Regions from separate parts of the Mus musculus genome. Here region 1 is linked to region 2. A link is a contact called in public Micro-C data. All regions are on one chromosome and are shown on one strand. Each heading gives the region's core, a stretch centred on a gene start, on an enhancer-like site or on the middle of the called end of the contact. The rest is flanking DNA. Distances are from core to core; before and after follow the strand shown.

Region 1 (3,324 bases), core at 422-2,921, 310 kb before region 2:
GGTTCAGTGAGTGTGGTCTTGTTGGAGGAAGGGTAGGAGTGGGATCTGAGAGTTTAAAGACTTGTTTCCTATTCCTACCACCATGCCTCTCTGTTTCACAATCATGGACTCCTATTCCTTTGGCACTGTAAACCCAAATAAACCCTTCTTTCTTTATGTTGCTTTGGTTGTGGCTTTGTCACAGCAATAGAAAAATGATCAAAACACCTATTCACTTCCTTGGGCCAATAAAAGAAAGCTGAAATGGCAAGGGTCACTTCTAGGAAGATAGATGAAGAACTTAGTTTTGTGAGTTCTCCCTCCTTTCCTCTCTCTCTCTATTCCTCCTTCTCTCTTTCTCTGTTCTCCCATCCTCCCCTCTTCTTCCTGCCTTCTGCTTTCCAGTCCCATCACTTGCTGCTGTACCTCCCCACAATCCCATCTCAAAGAACTATAGGATGAGGTCTTAGAAACTGTGAGCCAAAAGGAATCTGGTTAAGGTGGTGCATGCCTTTAGTCTTGGCACTGGGGAGGCAGAAGCAGGTGAGCCTTTATGGGTTTGAGGGCAGCCTGGTTGGCATAGTGAGTTCCAGGTCAACTACAGCTACACAGTAAGATCATGTGTCAAAACATTACAAAGAAAGAAAGGAAGGAAGAAAGAAAGAAAGAAAGAAAGAAAGAAAGAAAGAAAGAAAGAGAGAGAGAGAGAAAGGGAGGGGAGGGGAGGGGAGGGGAGGGGAGGGGAGGGGAGGGGAGGGGAGGGGAGGGGAGGGGAGGGGAGGGGAGGAGAGGAGAGGAGAGGAGAGGAGAGGAGAGGAGAGGAGAGGAGAGGAGAGGAGAGGAGAGGAAAGGAAAGGAAAGGAAAGGAAAGGAAAGGAAAGGAAAGGAAAGGAAAGGAAAGGAAAGGAAAGGAATCCTTCCTCCTATAAGCTGTTTGTCTCAGGTATTTTATCATAGCCACAGAAAGCTGACAAACATGCCAAGTCACACTGAATCCCAGGAAAAGACAATGGTCTTCTTTCATGAACTTGAACTTGGAAATGTAGTATAGACTTCACTGCTATAACTCCATGTCAATGCAGAGGAAGCACACCCTGGGTGCTGGTCATTCACCCCCCCCCCCGAACTGGTCCTTACTACAACTGTCATGCACACACACACACACACACACACACGTGTGTGTGTGTATGTATGTATATGTATGTGTATACATATAATATATGCATAATATATGTATATAGCCATATATAAAGTCATATATACATATATAATATATTATGTCATATATCATATACATTTTCCTATGTTCCAGTTAATTGTTTGGATGATCTTTTCTTCCATTTGCACTCACAAAGCTCACGAGTGTGTATATGGTGGAAAATGGGAAACAAGTTTCACGACCCTGGGCTATTAAATTCAGGTAACACATCCCAGGACTGCTCAGAGATTTAGCTTAGAGCCTAGAACAACCATGACTGCTTTGATTCATTTTCATATCTAAGGAGAGCATGGTGGCTGGCCCTGTCTTCCTTCTAACGGGCAGAGTAACCCTTGATTCCAGCCAGTCTGGGACAGTTGGTTCCTATCTGTTGTCCCAGCACACACGTTGGTGTCTTTCCACTCTCAAGATTACCCAGAGTGGAATAGGATAAGAAAACGGAGGGAGGCTCTCCTGCCCTGTCCGCTTTACAAAGATTGTTACTCTCCTTGAGAGCAAAACATTCTGAATTCCTCTCAGAGATAACCATGGCTAATTATATACCCCATGCATGATATCTTCTTTCCAGTCTTCCCATGTTTGACGTTTTGTGGGATTAATCATTGCTTTTGGTTGAACTGGGTTCTCGAAAGCCGGGTATTATTGTTTTATCTGAAGGAAACCCCTATGAAACGGGGCCTCCATCCATCATAGCTCCCTGGGTAGAAGGAACTGATTAACACTTCCTGGCTTACAAACTTGTTTGTTAACACGGGGTTTCCTCTCAGCTGTCACCGTGATGCGTTCAGTGTGCAGCGTGTTTGGGATTGGGCTGACAGTACTGTTTTATCAAGATGGGACAGTCATCTTTGTGGGGTGTGCAGAGCACGGGGAATCCAACCACCTCTGTAAACACAATGATAACATCGTGTCTGCACACTCCCAGAAGACAATGGGCCCACATCCCCCCTTTCCTAATTGGGATTGGAAACAATAGGTGGGAAATAGGAGACCCTGCTATCATTATCTATTGGCCTTCATTTCTGGGCATTGACTGAGCTGAGCAGTGTGTGTGTGTGTGTGTGTGTGTGTGTGTGTGTGTGTGTGTGTGAAGAAACAGCAAATTAAAATTCAGCCTTCTTCCATTTTTCTTCCTTGAGTGTTAATCTTGTTATAAAGCTCTGGTGACAGAGATTCAAGACAGGAAGTAGAGGTTGGGAGAGTTATAAACAGTTGTGGACAGGAGCCGCTTTGCTTTCAGAATTACTTAATAGGCAAAGGCCCGAACAGGGGAGATAGTTAGAGGAGAATTGGCAAAGGAACGTTAAAGGGTGAGGCTGGTCAGGAAGAGAAAAAGGGACTGTGGGTGTGGCAGGGGAGGGGCTCTTGCACAGCATGTATGGGACACCTGCTTTCACCCCCAATATCATAAACAACTATAATTATACTGCAGAAGGAAGAGACATAGACCCTTCTCCCAAAAGGTAAGTGAAATAACTTATCTTGATCCCATGAACTAACACCATCGGATGTCTTCTTTTTCCTAGGAACCATCGACATCAAGTACAATTTTCTAGTACTTAAAAAATCCAAAGTGCTCAGTACTTTGGTAGCATTTGAACACTGGGTGTCATGATCTACAGGATGGAGCATCTGTAAAGTTCAGAGTAGGCTCGTTGGTGGGCATGCTCAGAGGAAGAGAGCTGCTATGAGCCACAACCTACAGAACTTCAATTTCCACTTCCTATTACCCTCTTTGGATGGAGGAATGGTCTCTATGGAACCTCACCTAGTGCACAACTCTTCGCTGTCATGGGATTCAAGTGGGCAAGTTAGTCACCATGTGACTGAGTTCTGTGCGAATGACTACAGAGGTCCCGTGTGTGCTGGGAATCTCTGTATCTGTATAACCCAAGCCACATGAGTGGATGGCAGTGGAAGGAAAGGTGGAGGGAGACAGGACACACTATTTCATCAGCAATGTAAGTCTGAACTGATATTGGAGCTCGCTGACCCAACTGAGTGGCCATCCATTTTCCCCAGAGCCCATCTCTAAACTTCACAGGAGACTGGGTTAGGATGCTTAATCTTTGTCTGTCTGGTTTGGGCCGCAGTCCTCTCACCCGACCCCTTCCCTTGACTCTACT
Region 2 (3,221 bases), core at 110-2,609:
AACTGCAGAGTCTTAGACAGAACCCGCTCCCTGTGATGCGGTGTTTCTGACAGTCACTGATCTTGTCAGCGTACGTACTCTTCCTTTTTGTGTGGACAGTGGAGTCCTGAGAGCCCATCTTCCCCATTTCCAGGGCAAGATTGTGGGAGAGCAGGAGCTGTGCAACCCAGCACTAAGCATAACCTGTCATAAACGGCACGCGGTGCTTAGTATTCAGAACAAGACATCTCTGTCTCATTCTCGAAGACCCTTTTGACAAAAGCCATCTCGCAGCTGCCAGGAGTATCGAGTCCAGCTGAGGACAAACTTCAAGATGAACCTGAAATCAATTGGCCATCAAATTTTCATGCCTCTCCCAGACTATCTGTGGCATTTTAATTACAAGCACCCTCGGCGGGGGGTGCTACAGATATTGACACTTGGCTCCTACAATAAACTTTATTGGCAACCTCTGTCTGCATGCAGGACTTGCCTAGAATAACAAGAAATGTATGAGAAGCAGGAGTGGAGTGCAATTGCTCAAAATCACCCCCCTCCCCTCCCCTGAAAGGGGACTAGGCATTACTTGGCACGAGCGATAGGACAAGGAATGATCTGAGTTGGATAAATGACTGGGTGTGGAGAGATGGGTCAGTGGCAAAGCACGTGCCACAAGGGTGAGGGGCTGAGTTTAGCTTTAAGAAACCCATGGAGAGCCAAATGTGAGAGCACATGTTTATACTCCCAGTGGATGGTGCTGAGTTGGGAGGTAGAGACAGGAGACTCCCTAGAAAGCTCACCAGCCACCAGAAAGCTGGTGGACGTTAAGGAGGGCCAATATCTGAGGTTGACTTGTGCTCTCCACATGTGCACTCTGTGGCACATACGTCCTTGCACACATGAAGAGGTAAGCATGCACACACAGGCACATGTGCACAGACAATGTGCACTTAATCTTCAGATTACACGTGCTGCCATGTCCTAGGAGTCCTAGGGTACCTGCCTATGGCACAGCAGAGTGTCATCTTGCTTTCTTCTGTATGGGATGAGTATTGCTGAAATACATCATTCCCCAGCCCTTCAAAGGACAGAATGGACCAAAGGCCATAGGCTTGAGTTAAGGGAATGGAATCACTCACTGCTGGTGGTCGGGCAGTCTGTGTGTTGGGTTGGTAGACATCTATCTACTTCAGGAGCAAGAGAAGCCAGCCTCTGACATTTCCTCGCTTTGGCCCCGGCTGTTAGATGGGCTGTAAATATCAAGAGGAAGTCAAGGAGACCTTGTGATTCGCCAGCCACAAAGGATCCTTGCTCTGTGAAAAGTAAGGACTTTAGAACTGCAGGCTTGAAGCTGAGCACTCCTCAGCAGGGAGTGGGGGTGGGGAGTTGGGACAAAGGTTACAGCATTGTTGTGTCTCCCAGTGTCACAGACGCTCAGGCACAATCCTGCAGCTGCCTGATACGGACCCAATATTCTGATAAATATAACAACTGGCTTTCTGAAAACAAGAGAGAGCGTATGAACAGGTACACGGGGCTGTCACACACTCTCTAGTGCAAAGGACAACTGGTGTGGCCTTTATCAGTAAGAGACATGCAAAACTGTTTGTTACAAATGCCACACAGCCAACTGAGGCTCAAGGGAAGCTTTTATTGATTTGTGACAAACACTTGTATCCAGAGCTGAGCTATGGCCCAGCCTGGGGAGCAAGTGACAACCCCTCTGAGTGTGGCTTGATGATTCAGAGTGAATCACTTAGTGTGAACACTGAGACATGTACTCTGGCATTCCACACATTCTTCCATTGTGCGAGTGAATTCTTCGCTGGATTGGATAAGTCAGTTTTTAATTCGGTGTTCTGTGCGTTCATGATGTAATAGGTACAGGTATGTTAGTTAGCCTACAACCTATTCTGCAATGGGAACATTGTAACCACTTTCTCCATTAAGACCACATAGATAAAGCAATCTTGCTTCCCTGTGTAGGTTTTGCCCATTCCTGTGGGGCAAATATGCCTGCCATGGCTGCTCTCAAGACATCAAGGCAATATCCTTAAACACAGGGTCTGATTGTGTTTACATCTTTCCACTATTTGGAACGCAATGGACCTCGGAAGTCTCTTTACCAACCTTTCAACTTTAGGACATGATTTTGCCATCTACAGAGTTCTCGGTAGAGAACCACGACCTTGAGTCACGAAACAAAATTTTCAAAAAAACGGTATCTTCAAACACTCGAAGTGGGCGTTTGAGTTTGTTTTGGGAAGCATTTACATCTATCCTTGGCCCAGCTTGACCCCGCGGCCACAAGCTGGACTTGGCTACAAAAGCACTGGTAATGGTCAGATGTGGTTTCAAGAAAAGAAAAATGCAGGAAGCACAGAGCTCTGATATTAATTGAATAACTCAGTTACTGCATAGCCCCAGGGCCATGTAGGGAGAGAGTTCCCTTCAGAGTGAACATAGTGGGCATTATACAAAAGTACACAAGTAGACACACACACACACACACCAGGAGATTCTGCCAACAAACCCCTGTGTTGTCATCTTACAGACAGGGACCCTTTGAAACACAGGCTGGTGATCAATGCCTGAAATACAACAGCAGAAGATTATCAGAAAGTTGTATCTGGAAGAGTTGGTAGGCCCACAAAGAAAGTGGGAAGAATAGACCCCACTATAGAGAGTAGTCAACTGCAGTCCCCGTTGACAGGGCTATCAATAGACGGCCTCCCCACTAGCTTTTGTCTACTCCTTAGAGGGTTTTGCTTTGTTTTGTTTTAATAAGAAACAATCACGGAGCTGGAGAGATGGCTGAATGGTTAGAGCACTCTCTGCTCCTGCAGAGGTTCGGTTCCCAACACCGCATTGGAGAATTTACAGTGAGCCGTATCTCAAGCTTCAGAGAATCTGCCCCCTCGACTGGTACCTCATGTGCACATACCCACACATAGGCACATATATGTGCACATACTTAAAAGTTAAATAAGTATTTTTAAATGAGAAAAAAATCGCAATCTTCTTGTGAATTATTTGCTATCATTACAAAGGCAAAAACAATATTGATTCATCAAGCTGAGACTGCTCTCTCTCTCTCTAGGCAGCCCACAGAGGAGGAGGAAGAAGAAGAGGAGGAGGAGGAGGAGGAGCAGCAGCAGGAGCAGCAGCAGCAGCAGCAGCAGCCGCCTCCTCCGCCATCACCTCCGTGCATCATGTCTCAATTCCATGACACCACATGCGGT

What was found. Hi-C and Micro-C count contacts between places; a contact is called where the count stands out from the background.
Region 1: a contact with region 2 is called in a Micro-C map of granulosa cells, with 3 times the contacts expected there. The contact joins two enhancer-like sites. A contact is called at or near these places in 1 of 15 datasets of contacts at CTCF or cohesin (pro-B cells), 20 of 484 Hi-C or Micro-C datasets (B cells, the BV-2 cell line, CD4 T cells and 11 more), 2 of 115 datasets of contacts at active chromatin or transcription factors (fibro-adipogenic progenitors and large pre-B cells) and 1 of 9 other capture datasets (embryonic stem cells).

The regions. Positions count from the first base shown.
Region 1 is chr8:115,088,673-115,091,996 of GRCm38.p6, reverse strand. All of the region lies in intron 8 of Wwox (WW domain-containing oxidoreductase), which reads right to left. Among named protein-coding and RNA genes, the nearest start is that of Gm39257, 130 kb to the right of the region's middle. Within about 2 kb of position 1,671, at least 4 of the 459 cell types and tissues checked have an H3K27ac peak or open chromatin away from gene starts, as enhancers often do. A contact at or near this core is called in granulosa cells, where this site is marked.
Region 2 is chr8:114,775,964-114,779,184 of GRCm38.p6, reverse strand. The region is part of intron 8 of Wwox (WW domain-containing oxidoreductase); the gene reads right to left. Among named protein-coding and RNA genes, the nearest start is that of Gm16118, 69 kb to the right of the region's middle. Within about 2 kb of position 1,359, at least 52 of the 459 cell types and tissues checked have an H3K27ac peak or open chromatin away from gene starts, as enhancers often do. A contact at or near this core is called in granulosa cells, where this site is marked.